Regions from separate parts of the Mus musculus genome. Here region 1 is linked to region 2. A link is a contact called in public HiCAR-type data. All regions are on one chromosome and are shown on one strand. Each heading gives the region's core, a stretch centred on a gene start, on an enhancer-like site or on the middle of the called end of the contact. The rest is flanking DNA. Distances are from core to core; before and after follow the strand shown.

The links. HiCAR-type assays count read pairs that join an accessible place to other places.
Region 1: a contact with region 2 is called in a HiCAR-type map of astrocytes, with 9 times the contacts expected there. The contact joins the promoter of Stmn2 here to the promoter of Pkia in region 2. A contact is called at or near these places in 1 of 39 promoter capture datasets (hippocampal neurons), 4 of 484 Hi-C or Micro-C datasets (cerebellum, cerebral cortex, cortical neurons and 1 more), 5 of 115 datasets of contacts at active chromatin or transcription factors (astrocytes, embryonic hindbrain, embryonic stem cells and 2 more) and 1 of 9 other capture datasets (embryonic stem cells).

What each region holds. Positions count from the first base shown.
Region 1 is chr3:8,508,189-8,510,888 of GRCm38.p6, forward strand. Stmn2 (stathmin-like 2) reads left to right here and starts at 1,339. Exons shown (of 5, transcript NM_025285.2): 1 at 1,339-1,442. The coding sequence starts at 1,424.
Region 2 is chr3:7,365,155-7,367,854 of GRCm38.p6, forward strand. It overlaps Pkia (protein kinase inhibitor, alpha), which reads left to right and starts at 1,450. Exons shown (of 3, transcript NM_008862.3): 1 at 1,450-1,598.

The DNA of each region.
Region 1 (2,700 bases), core at 89-2,588, 1.1 Mb after region 2:
TGTGAAGACGCTTTACAAAGTAACCGGAAGTGCAGAGCCATTTCAGCACCACGGACAGCGCTTCTGCTTTTCTGTTCAGGATACTTAAAAAAAAAATTTTTTTTTAAGTGTAACCTAGTAACTACCAAACAATTTACCAATGGGCAAAATCTTAATTTTTGATACCTTTAAAGTTAAAGAGTGTTTCATTCATGTTCACACTGCAACGATGTTCTTTTTTTTATTTTTTTTCATCTCTGAGATGGAAGTATCTCTTTCTTGCTATTTTTAAATCTCAACCACAATTCCTACATGAGTTTAGGCTGATACAATGTCAGTACAGTAGAGTTCAATCCTGCACATCAAAAGTTCCATGAACACAGGTCCAAAAAGTATCCCTGATGCTGTGTCTCCAGTGCTCTGCACATGCTCAGAAAATATAGGAATTGAGAAAGAATGGACATTTGCTAAATGTTTTTTGAAGTGAACGAATGAATGAGTGAATGAGTGAATACCTTGTTTATAATGTTTCAAAGTTCATTGCACTTCATAGTGCTTAATCTGACTGTGAATGCAGGAAAAATCACTCCTTGTCCAAGTTCGTGTGCTTTCTTGCATCATGTCCTTAGATGGAACTTACATCTCTGCCCAGGTAGCCAACAGTCCTCTCCTCTATGCTAAAGGGAGGAAAAGACAGCCACCCTCCCTCTGTTATAAGACCCTCCTGAGATCATGCACTCTGGAGCCCAGCTATGCTAGAAAGAAAGACCAGTAGCCCAGGCCATTTCTGAGCTGCCACCACAGCCAGACATGGGTTGGTTTGGGAATTCCATCATATATTAGGGAGGCCAGGATTCACCAAGGGCAGGGCCAAAGGTAAAAGAGAAAATAAGAAACACTGGTAACACAAGCTTTAAACAGATTTTTCCAAAACTCAGCACACTGGGGTGGGTTCTCAGGCCCCTGAGTCTATTCCTTCTCTGTGCCAATCTATGCAATGACACATGTTTGAGCAAAGTATAGCCTCCTGGGTACAGGTAAGCACAGCCCAGTCCTTAGCTCCAAGGAGGCTTCCAGGCTAAGGCACCACTCCACTTGGACTGTACTATTGGGCTCCAAAATGGGGGGGAGCTTCCAGACAAGGACTGATTTCCATTTCAAACTGCATTCTGGTACTTTGTACTCCAGCACCATTGGCCGATCAATATTTAATGCTTGGAGATTCTCACTCTGCGGGAGTCATGTCAGGGGACCCTGAGAGCCAATCTGCTTGAGCTTCTGCGTGATAATTATTCATGGGCTCCTGCCTCTTGCTCTTTCTCTAGCACGGTCCCACTCTGCAGACTCAGTGCCTTACTCAGACTCCTCTCTCGCTCTCTCCGCGGCTACAGCTGGACCCTTCTCCTTTGCCTTCGCCACCACTCCGTGCGTGCACATCCCTACAATGGCTAAAACAGCAATGGGTAAGAATCGCGTTTTGCTCCCCACGGGCTCTATCTGGAGCCAATCTCTCCCTTTCTCTCTCGGATCTCTAAAGACATTAAAAGATATTTTATAAAGGGAAAGACATTCATGACAGGAACCGGGAAAGGTTGGAGGGAGCTCTAAGAGACCAAAGGGGGAAGGGTGTCTTTGAAAAACTAAAGTAAATGGTTTCTTTTTAAAAGATAGAAGCAGGTAAGTTTTCCTCCAATGGGTAGGAATTTTATTCTGCTTCCATATTTAAAACTAAAGTGTCCATCAGAGGGGAGGGGGCTACCTTAACGATTTGCCTTTAGTGAGGTGAAGGGACATTTCGGAAAGTGGTTTTGAACGTCCTATATTTATTCTGTAGTTTAAAAAGATAATAGGGACAGGAAGGGAGTGATGTTGGAATAAAAGAGAAAATGCAAAGTCAAAGCGGTCCCATCCTGGAGGTTTGAGAGAGGAGTGGGAACGGGGGAGGGGAGTGGGCACATTTAATGGTATTGTCTATCTTGGAAAAACCACTAGTCTTGGGGCGCGGTGCGGGGAGGTAAGGCGGCCGGAGGGGTGGGGTAGGACCTTAGCTCCTTTGTTTTAGGAAGAGGGAGGGGAAACAGGAGGAGGGCGTGGAGGGCGCGGGTGGGCAGCTGCAGGGGCGGGAGAGCGTGCGCGGCAGGGAGGGGTAAAGGGACCTGGCTTCCCAAGGCGCCGGGGTGGGGTTTCTTTGTGTGTGAAGCAATGGTGGGAGTGTGGGGGGGGGCACCTGCAGCGCTGGGCATACTATGCGGACAGCCCCACCCTGTGCAGAGTCAAGCTGTCCCCACCCGGACCCAGCTCCACACCCTCAGTAGAATGGGGGCCTAATGGGGAGCTCAGCACAACACTGAAAAACCCAACCCTGCGGGAACGGCAGAGCCCCGCCACGCCCCACTCACTCATTAGCAGCCTGCGTGCCTGACCTGACCGCTAACCTCAGCCGCTCCACCCTGGCCTCATTGTTCTTCGTTAACATATTTTTCAGAACCACATTAAATAGGATATTTAAACATAGTGGCAAAAAAAAAATCAAAAAAGGGAAAGAAGCAGGGGGTGGGGGAGCTATTCTGAACTCCTTGGGTCATTTCGGGGGGAGGGGAGGGGGCAATTAGGGAACCTAGAAGGGTATACAGAAAATAATACAGATAAAGATGTGTAAGGGTGACATAAAGCAAAAGAGGTCAAGGTCTTTAAGATGAGCCTCGTGCAATTTCAATTTTG
Region 2 (2,700 bases), core at 200-2,699:
CAGATTCCCAGGGTAATACTGGCAACCTCTAATGATGCTCACGAGGAAGGCCAAGATATGAGGAATGAGGCACATACACTGCAGAATACTAGTGATAAGGAAACTCCCTGCTTGGAAATGACTTGCTTGGAAAAGAAACCCTGGCCAAGCACCAAAAAGAGAAAATCCTAAGCTGCCTTTCGCCCTTTGTACTACCAATCACCTAACTGTTGGTTAGCCAGTACCTTGGAAGGAAGCAAAAGGAGATGTGCAAGATTTGTGGTAGCTCAAAATGACCACTCTTGTAAAAAGTTAAGTAAATATGTTCTTTTCCCAGAATTTGCCTCACTGCAAGGTGCGCTAAGAGATAGTCCTCTGATTGTTTAGAAAAACCCACTCAATGTCTCCGGTCCTTAAGTCTGTCCCCTTAATGCCGTTAAAGGTTAACTAATGATAAACTGCTAAACTGTGACTGAAAACTGCTCTTAAGAATGTATAAAAGGTGTGTGCTTTAGCTACTCGGGGTTGCTTCTATCCTGATTTCAGGATGACCCCAGCATGCTGGATCAATAAACCTCTTGTTTTTTGCATCAATCTTTGTCTCTGCGTCTCTGTGAGTGTGGGACATAACGGACCTAAGGCTTTTCGGGTCTTACAGACGCATGGAGGGAGAGCCAATTTAAGGAAGCAAGGACAAGAGGCTTGTGTGCATCCATGCTTAGTTTGTCACCAAGGGAAATTCTGAGAAATCCCTTGGGAGTTACAGGTATCTGCAGATGTGAAATCTGCCTCTTGTTTTTTCAAATATTATTGCTTTCACCCAGGCAGTCTAGCCCAAAAGCAAGGACTGTAGGGTACAAGGAGAGAGCTGGGATGCGCATCTGTCCACTAGCAAACAGAACTAAAATCCTGGAATGACCCTTCTCAGTGTCCTTGGGTGATTTCACTGCTCTCCTCCTTTCACTGGGTTGGAAGAACCCCATTCTATCACAATAGCAAGAAAATGGAAGTCCACAATCTTCAGCGTTCATAACTGTTTTTACTCTGTGTTAAAAATCAAATGACTCATGTTATGAGGGTTCTTAAAAAGGCCGGTTGCCCATTTTAATATTTTCGGAGTATATGACTGTTTATTTCAATAGACAATCATCCCTCAGATTCGGCGAAATGAACAGTACTGATAAGGAAGATGGAGAGGGTGGGAAACCTACACAGTCAGATGGAGCTATCCAAACAGCGATAGTGACAGGGGAGGGCGGAGATCAAGGACTCTCTGCAAAGAAGGTCTGTTTGCCCCTTCTGTTTTGTTGCACAATCCGGCAATGCTGCGGGTGTAAAATCGGTCAGAGAAAATCAGCCTCCACTCCGGGGAGCAGCGTCTTTCGGGTGCAGCTGGCAGACGCAATTCCTGGAACACAGAGCGGCGAGTCTCCCCCCGCGGTTCGCACCGAGTGCGCTGCTCCGGCGGGCGATGACTTCATGCAGCCAGCCTGGAGTAGCCAGCGGCCGCTGCAGCTGCAGGTGGGGCGGGGGCCTTGCGAGCCCAGAGCCCAGCACACGCGGCCAGGCGGGCAGGACTGCAGCCAGGGGCAGCCGGGACGCGTCTCTCCATCCTGAAGGTAAGCCGCTGACCCGCGCTTTCCGATCCAAGACGGCTTTCCGCCTGGTTGGGGCTAGCTTTGTAGGATCCGGGAAAGAAGAATTAACCCGCTGCATTCTACAGTGGGAAATGGAGCAAGGGAGTGAAAGGTTGATTAGCCTTGAATTGAAATGGGAAAAGAGGTGTTCGGAAGAAACAAAGGGGCTTTTCAGCCCCCAGCTCTTAAAGGCGACCAGCCATTTCCGTAGCAGGTTGGTTTAAACACTGATGACTATTAGAAATGTAAAACCGTCTGAATGTCCATTTAACCTTTGTGTCTTCTACTTTCCATCAGTCTTTCTCAGGCTTGGGAGGCGTGTGTCCTTTGAAGCAGTTAGGGCAGTAATCCGTAATCTCTCCCCTACACGTCCTCCTTGCTTCTCTGTCATCTCTGGTGTGATACCTGTGTGTTTCTTCTCTCATCTCAATGTCATGACACCTGCTTGCTTCAATACAGTTCCTTTGGGAGTCAGGGTGCAGTGAGAACTTCGCTCCCCTCCCGAGTTCTGCCTAAGGTGGGCTGCACTTGGCAACTTCTACCTTTATTTTCCATCTTCTCTGCCAATCAGCTCATTGATTTTCAGAGATGCTGTATCTCATCGTCTTTTTCCCTTCTTCAGTTCCATGACTGAGTTCATTAAGGACCCAAGAAGGGCTGTGCCTCACAGAGGGTTTCCCTTAACACACCCCTGTAGCTGTACAAAGGAATAAACGTCCCGCTTTCAGCTCCGGACAGACATGGTTTTCCCGAAGTGTTTTTCTTGCTGTCACCCTGGTTGGCTAACGAAAGGCTTGCTTGAGTGGAATAACAGAATATGTTGGGCTATGCAGACTGTTCTCTCTGCATACATGGGTACAGGAAAAGGAAACGGCAGTCTCTCCAAATATTTCTAGTTCAGCTGGGGTGTAAGAAAATTAGCTGTCAGAGTTTAGTGTAACCATTCCAAAACCAAGTAGTGTGTATGCCTCAGGTTTCCTCAGTAACCCTAAGCTGGGGCTTTCCTGTTGGCAGACAGAAAGCCAAGGTGACCCCAATCTCAGACTTTGATTATTTGAGCATGCCCAGGATTGTCTCCTTATGT